Regions from separate parts of the Zea mays genome. Here region 1 is linked to region 2. The links are chromatin contacts, called in public Hi-C maps. All regions are on one chromosome and are shown on one strand. Each heading gives the region's core, a stretch centred on a gene start, on an enhancer-like site or on the middle of the called end of the contact. The rest is flanking DNA. Distances are from core to core; before and after follow the strand shown.

What was found. A called contact is a pair of places that touch in the nucleus more often than the background predicts.
Region 1: a contact with region 2 is called in a Hi-C map of endosperm, with 3 times the contacts expected there. The contact joins the promoter of LOC100276648 here to the promoter of LOC103655008 in region 2. A contact is called at or near these places in 3 of 25 Hi-C or Micro-C datasets (ear, endosperm and tassel).

Annotation. Positions count from the first base shown.
Region 1 is chr4:1,341,887-1,346,248 of Zm-B73-REFERENCE-NAM-5.0, reverse strand. LOC100276648 reads right to left here and starts at 2,414. Exons shown (of 5, transcript NM_001150385.2): 1 at 2,278-2,414; 2 at 2,098-2,172; 3 at 1,851-1,910; 4 at 1,553-1,693; 5 at 1,275-1,428. The coding sequence starts at 2,353. The coding sequence ends at 1,370.
Region 2 is chr4:640,706-644,562 of Zm-B73-REFERENCE-NAM-5.0, reverse strand. It overlaps LOC103655008 (tropinone reductase homolog At5g06060), which reads left to right and starts at 2,465. Exons shown (of 2, transcript XM_008681830.2): 1 at 2,465-2,775; 2 at 2,865-3,857. The coding sequence starts at 2,663. The coding sequence ends at 3,603. LOC542766 (c-4 methylsterol oxidase) reads right to left here. Exons shown (of 7, transcript NM_001279592.2): 7 at 3,771-3,857.

The sequences.
Region 1 (4,362 bases), core at 1,165-3,664, 700 kb before region 2:
CAGTTTTCTTCCAGATCATAGATAGTATACTTTTTTAACTAAACTAAACTACACAGTCCTCATGTTATACCAATAGGATTCCTAGAATACAAATCCTCAACTATACTGATAGACTGGTCACCAAGTAGCTTAGTAGTTTATAGAAGATGCTTTGTTTTGGGCCATGTTTGTATAGAAGAAAATCCATTACCATTTATGTATCTTCAGCATAGAAATCTCAGAAATCCAATCAAGTTCCTTGGCAGTATAGTCGATGGGGAGGCTTTCCCTTGAAACTACCACATACAGTTGTGCATTGTTTCTGACAGTGACCAGAACCTGAAAAAAGGAAATGGGGAATGGGTAAACAAAACATCAAAATGGACACCAAATAATCAATCTGAAAAACAAAAAAGTTTGACCAGTGATAGGTCCACTGGGATATATGAATCGATGTGACGACGTATCCAAATCTACACAGCATGTACCGTATAAAATATTGGACAGGGACAAGAACAGATATGATACCCCGAGAAGAAACAATTAAATAAGCACCACATACAAGGATATGGGGCCATGGTGACCTGAAGTTCAGATGAGCATACCTAAGGAAGATATTTAAATGTACGGCAGGTGTAGCACATACCCGTGAGCCAAAGATTACAACATGGTACAAACTCTGCAAGAATACAGTCTTCCCTTGAACTCCTTAACTACAATTGTTCCTACAATGCATTGAATTTTTTAACGAAGTGGTAGTTTTGAATTTTGAAATGATCATCATGTTCAATAACAAATATGTCGATGCTAGTCCTTTAGCTGTCCTAACAAGTGTTACAAGCTACAACCATACATCTATCTGTTTCACTGAAAAATTCTTTAGGCCTTGTTCGGTTGCATCTGGATCGGAGAGAATTGAGGGGGATTAAATCCCCTTCTACTCAATTTTGACTAGAAAGGGATTTAATCCTCACCAATCCCCTTTTTTCTCGAAATATCCTCACCAATCCCCTTCAATCCATTACTAACCGAACAAGCCCTTATGGATTTTAGAAGCAGCAAAAGACAGTTGGGTCATCAGTATCTTTGGAGAAAAAATAGTTGGATCCTCGGACTAGAATACACAGGCGAATATGGTGAATTATGGATGTTAATTGTAGGTAATAAATGAATTTCGCTCATACAATCACCTTGGAGGAATTGCACGAGAACTAGATAAAATAACCATACAGGCATACACAAAAAAAATACATGCTCCTTCAGAGGTGCATAGATATTGCAGAATTTTATCCTTGTGTTTCTGGGTTTAGTTTCAGTAAATTACATAAAAACTGCTGCAAGTCTGGATCTGAAGAATTACAATGCCTGTACTTTCAATTACTAGGCATTACTATTGCAGAGGTACATCTTCCTCGCCAAACCATTTTGGAGGATCATACCCATATCCACCTGCATATAAATCAGAGAGGTCTAAGTCCCACAAATTAAATGTTATGTGACACAGATCTATACATATATGAAAAATGTCAAACAACAGAGATAACTAAGCACATAGAGAAAAAAAACTACATACCAAGAGGATTACAACGGCAAAGGCGCCAAGCAGTCAAGATGGAACCCTTTACAACACCATATCGTTTGTACGCCTGCATAGAGTACTCACTGCAAGTTGGTACATATCGGCAGCTTGAAGGTAGTAAAGGTGATATTTCTCCTGTTCACGCAAAGCAGGGCTGATGATTAATCTATATAGAAATGGGATTGTTCTTAAAAGCAAGTTCACAATTATTGTGATGTTAATTATTATTTCTCAAATCCCAGGAATGAAGCAGGAAAAAAAAACTCAGACTGCAAACTACAAATGAACTTACGTTTGTAAAATTTTAGCATGGATAGTGCCATATTGACTCCAAAATCTTTGACTTCCTCTGCTGAGAATCACAATATGCACATAATGTAGTCAAGCAGGCCTGTTTGGAGAAGTATACGGAAAAAAACAACTAAATTTCAAGAAACAATGTTCAATCCACTATCTTCTAAAAAAACCAAGTGCTTAAAGAAATCATGAGATAAGATAACCATTTCTGAGAATTCCAGATCTGATGCCACTACACTGACCTTCGTCTTCAGCAACACAGTGGAGTCGCCATGCCGGAACCTTCCTCCACTTGTGGCACGAAGCACCGAAAGAAACTAGTAGAGATCGCGAAGTGAGCGTTAGATTTATCTGTTTCACAACCGATTGATATAATAATAAATCTCTAACTCGAGCGACGAGGGTGGGACGAACGGACTCACCTGTGCTTCCGGAGAGAGGCCGCGCAGCCGAAACAGGCACGAGGGAGGAGTATGCATGGGGGGCAGCGGCAGCCATGGCGGTGGCGGCGCGGGAACGCAGGCGGTGGTGGTGGTCGGTCAATCTCCGCAGAGTTTTTTTTTTCGGTTCTGGATAATGCAGTGGGATACCACTTTTTCAGGCTTTGGATCATTTTGCCCTTCTGGGCTTCAAGCAAGCATGGCCCAACAATTGAGACTAGACGATCCTTCACTCCTCTTCATTTTTGTCCCTTGGTCCATATTGTCTCTCACTTATATCATGCTTTCTTTTTTTTTATTCCTTCAATTTGTCGTCATTTACCACTTAATATTTAAAAAACAAATAATTCTCGTCCTTTTTCTGTCATCTCCCATTTTTATTTATTTATTATTATCTCATTTGGCCTAATTCCCCAACTCCCTTTGCTCCTAATTTGCAAGAAAATCCCACTGCAAACTGCTTCATACTCTCGACCAAGTGATTGTTCTTTCGTCCCTACACTGTTTTCTTGCCTTCTCAATCATACATTATTAATTTACCCTTTATTTTTATTAAAATATAAGATATAGATAGTTGTCACATGAATTTGGTACTTTCTTGTACTTTTCCTTGAGTAATCCTCCATTTTAAATTATAATTATGTATGACTTTTATAAATACATTGTTGTAAATTTAGAGAAATAAGTGACATGCTTTCAACATATTTAAATAAATTAAATATTCTAATTCCGAATAAAACAAGCATATAACTCAGATAAATGCCATATGTAATTATAACAGCAATGAACAGTAGCAATTCCAGGACATGAAAACATGTAATATAGCTACTCAAATCCAATTGCAAATTAAACATGGCAAGTAGATGAAGAAGGCAGATTAAACAAATAAACATGATTGTTTATATTAAAATATTACTCTCAAAATAGCGGGTTGCTGCAATAGACAGCCCTCCAACGCTAAAAAGTGATCAAAGATCCTCGACTAACGTGACAGTCCTATCTTACCAAAACATGGTTTTAGAACAAATATTATGAGCCTAGAAATCAAGCATGAATATTAAGATCAAAACAGTGTGCATAAGAATTAAGGAACAATAATGAACTTAAATAATCAGCTTGCACAATAGTAAGAAATAACTAGGCACAAATAATATCAATGCTGAAAATAACAACACACTAAAACCCAGACTGTCACGTCGTCTCACTACACCGCTATCATCATCGAGCAATCAAATCCGCCCACAAATTGTGCAATCACACCCAAGTAAATAATACTAGCAAATTGCACAAAATTACTCAAAAAATAAGCGAGGCAACGGGTAACTCACAGCACGTAGATTGTCTACGTGGGAAGACCAGCTCAGCGAACACGAAGTTCTGTCCCAGAAAACCAATTCCGCCGCCCACGTCCGGGCCTGCACGGCGGGAGGTGGACGGAGATACTAGAGCCGCTGCCGGAGCCGAGGGAGACGTCCACGGCACCAGCCCGAGAAGATGAACACCGCGCAGCAGAGAGCCCAAGCACCAGGCCACGGTGGACAATAATCAGAGCAGACAGAGCACCCAAACAGGCGCACTGGAATAGCAACAGAGCACAAGAAGTCACGAGCACAGCACCACCTCCTTCCTCCTTCAATTTCTATCAGCTAGGAACACCACCGGATGGCTGGGAACCAAACCAGTGAACCGAGCCGAACCACAGTAGCGAACAGAGAGAGGAGAAAGAGTCTTGCGTCTCTGAGGGATGAAGCCCTAGAACCAGGGGATCGAGTTCCATTTTAAGGAGCTGAGATGGGAGAAGGCAAACGGATTTCACCGAGATTCCGGACGAGCGAGCCGCGCGGATCGTCATCCGTTGAACGCCGCCGCCACCCAGACGCTTGGCCTTCTCCGAATCCGCTGGAACCGTCCGCTAGCCCCTCTACCCCATCTCGTACGCGTCCGTCCGATCCAAACGCGCAAGCCCCCAGCCGCTCGATCGTGGGCGCGCTCGCCCACGCGCGTTCCGCTCGGCCTGCGCTCGGCTGGCTGGCCTTGCTGGGCTGCTCGGCCGTGGGCCTGGAGCGG
Region 2 (3,857 bases), core at 1,216-3,715:
CTGGAGAGTGTGTGGTAACCCAACATAAGCTTGTCGTAGCTGACTTCCGTTTTAAGATTCGTTTACAACGGAATAAGCATAACAAGGTCACTAGAACAAAGTGGTGGAAGCTTAAAGGGGATGTGGCCCAAACTTTCAAGGAGAGAGTTATCGAGGAGGGCCCTTGGGCAGAAGAGGGAGACTCAAATATCATGTGGAGGAAGATGGCGATGTGCATCCGAAAGATAGCTTCAGAAGCGTTTGGGCTGAGTCAAGGAAACAGAAGGGAAGTTAAAGACACTTGGTGGTGGAACGAAGATGTCCAAAAGGCTATCAAGGAGAAGAAAGATTGCTACAAACGCTTACATCATGACAAGTGTGCAGAAAACATAGAGAAGTATAGGATAGCGAAGAAGTCTGCAAAGCGAGCGGTTAGTAGAGCCCGGGGTCAAGCCTTTGACAACCTTTATCAACGGTTGGACACAAAGCAGGGAGAAAAGGATATCTATAGGATGGCCAAGATTCGTGAAAGGAAGACAAGGGATGTCAACCAAGTCAAATGCATCAAGGATGAAGCAAACCAACTATTAGTGAAGAATGAAGAGATCAAGAATAGATGGAAGGAGTACTTCAACAAATTGTTCAATGGAGGGAATGAGAGTTCTACAATAGAATTGGACGAACCATTCGATGACAACAACAGGGGTTTTGTGCGAAGGATACAAGAATATGAAGTTAAGGAGGCGCTAAAAAGGATGAAGGTAGGAAAGGTGATGGGCCCTGATGGTATCCCTATCGAGGTATGGAGATGCCTTGGAGACATAGCGATAGTATGGCTGACTAAGCTTTTCAACACCATCTTTCGGACAAACAGAATGCCCGACGAGTGGCGGCGGAGTACATTAGTACCAATCTTCAAGAACAAAGGAGATGTTCAAAGTTGTACTAATTACCGTGGAATTAAACTCATGAGCCATACAATGAAGCTATGGGAGAGAGTCATTGAACACCGCCTGCGAAAGCTGACGAGCGTGACCCAAAATCAGTTTGGTTTCATGCCCGGGAGATCAACTATGGAGGCCATTTTCTTACTAAGACAACTTATGGAGAGATTCAGAGAACAAAAGAAAGACCTGCATATGGTCTTCATAGACTTGGAGAAGGCTTATGACAAAGTACCCAGGAGTGTAATGTGGTGGGCCTTGGAAAAACACAAAGTAGCAACAAAGTACATTAATCTTATTAAAGATATGTACACTAATGTTGTGACAAGTGTCCGAACAAGTGATGGGGACACCGATGACTTTCCAATTAACATAGGACTACATCAAGGGTCGGCTTTGAGCCCTTATCTTTTCGCTTTGGTGATAGATGAGGTCACAAGGGACATACAAGGAGATATACCGTGGTGTATGCTTTTTGCCGATGATGTGGTACTTATTGAGGAGAGTAGGAGTGGTGTTTCGCAAAAGTTGGGATTGTGGAGGCAGACGCTGGAAGCAAAAGGTTTTAGGCTTAGTAGGTCTAAAACGGAGTATATGAAGTGTGATTTCAATGCCATGGGGTATGAAGATGGCGATGTTAGTCTTGATGGGCAAGTGGTACCCAAGAAAGACACTTTTCGTTACTTAGGATCAATGCTTCAGAAGGATGGAGACATCGATGAGGATGTCAGTCATAGAATTAAAGCTGGATGGTTGAAGTGGCGGCAAGCGGCGGGTGTCTTATGCGACCCCCGGGTGCCACACAAACTAAAAGGCAAATTCTACAGGACAGCAATCCGGCCGGCTATGTTGTATGGAGCAGAATATTGGCCCACTAAAAGACGACATGTCCAACAACTGTGTGTGGCAGAGATGCGTATGTTGCGCTGGATATGTGGCCACACAAGGAGAGACCGAGTCCGGAATGATGACATACGAGAGAGAGTAGGAGTGGCGCCAATTGAGGAGAAGCTTATGCAACATCGTTTGAGATGGTTTGGACATATCCAACGAAGACCTGAAGAGGCACCAGTGCATATCGGAATAATTAGGCGTCCCGAGAATGTGAAGAGAGGTAGAGGTCGACCAACCTTGACGTGGACAGAGGCAGTGAAGAGGGACCTGAAGGAGTGGAATATTGATAAAGAGCTCGCCGTGGATAGGAAGGGGTGGAAGTGTGCAATTCACGTGCCAGAACCTTGATTTATAGTTCCGCTTTTCCTCCTTAATCGTTTGACCTTTTCTTGTGCCCATTTAGACCTTGCTGGTTCTTGTGGGTTTTATCTCTTTTATGTGTTCCCCCGTTTCGTCGTTTTCGGTTCTCCTTTGCCTTTGTTTCCCCTGTTTTCTTTGGGGGTTGAGCTCTGAGGTTTTCATACAGGGTTTCATCTCTAGCCTACCCCAACGTGCTTGGGACAAAAGGCTTTGTTGTTGTTGTTGTTGTTGTTGTTGTTGTTGATTTTGGAACGGAACTGAGGATGTGAGGTGACAAAACAATCATCAATACCAAGGTCCCCGTGCACAGAGCCATTGAGAAGGGACGATTAATCGTGGTGCCCGAAGACATACGGACAGGCATGGAAGGAAGAATCGATGCCTATATATGCTGTAGGAGTACGTATGTGATAATTAAATCTCTCTCTCAGCCGATAATCGTCAGGTGACATTAAAGTTGCGTAACTCCTCGATCGGATTCACTCATGGCGGCGACTGGATCAGGCAGCGGCGGCGGCAGACAGAATGAGGAGGCGAGGCAGCGGTGGAGCCTGGCAGGAAAGACGGCACTAGTCACCGGAGGAACCAAAGGGATCGGGTAGTAGTAGTACTATACGTGCGTGTCAATCATCTATGCATATCGAGTTCATGCTCATGTCGATCGATGCATGCATATATATGATGCAGGCTTGCGATCGTGGAGGAGCTGGCGAGCCTTGGCGCCAGGGTGCACACCTGCTCCCGCACTGCCGGAGACCTGGACGCATGCCGGCGCCGCTGGGCCGACAAGGGCCTAGTCCAAGCCGGCGACGTGATCACCACCTCCGTCTGTGATGTGTCCTCGGAGCGCGACAGGGAGAGCCTGGTGGCCACCGTGCGCGACATCTTCCACGGCAGCCTCCACATCCTCGTCAACAACGCCGGCGGGTCCCTGTACAGGCCGGCGGCGGCCACCACGCCCGACGACTACGCCCACCTCATGGCCACCAACCTGGACTCGTGCTTCCACCTCAGCCGCCTCGCCCACCCGCTCCTCCGGCGGGCGGGCGGCGCCGTGGTGGTGCACATGTCCTCCGTGGCGGCCTTCGTCGCGTACCCGGCGCTGTCCGCCTACTCGGTCAGCAAGGGCGCTCTGCAGCCGCTCACCAGGAGCCTCGCTGCCGAGTGGGCGCCGCACGGCGTCCGCGTCAACTGCGTCGCGCCAGGGGTCATCGACAGTACAGGCATCTCTGGCACGACGCTGGGCGACGCCAGCAGGGCACGGAGGCTGGCGGAGATGGAGATGTCGCGGGTGCCCATGCGCCGCTTTGGCACGCCACAGGAGGTGGCCGCGCTCGTCGCCTTCCTCTGCATGCCCGCCGCCTCCTACATTACTGGCCAGGTCATCTGCATCGATGGCGGACGAACCGTTGCCGCCAAACTGTGAATGGATTGCAACCTCTGTTGCTACTCCAGCTTGCGAATTGAACAGTCACTGCAGATCAATTGTGTGCGCGTGTACGAGGAACAATGCAATTCCGGAATCGATTACCAACAAAATACACAAGCGTGCAGAGGAAAGTTTCTAGGGTGCAAAGCTACCCCCACCATCGCTGACGACTCAATTCAGATGGTTATTACTGCTGCCAGGCCATTCCATATGTATACATCCCGTCGAGTCACGAAAGAAACGCAAAGCAA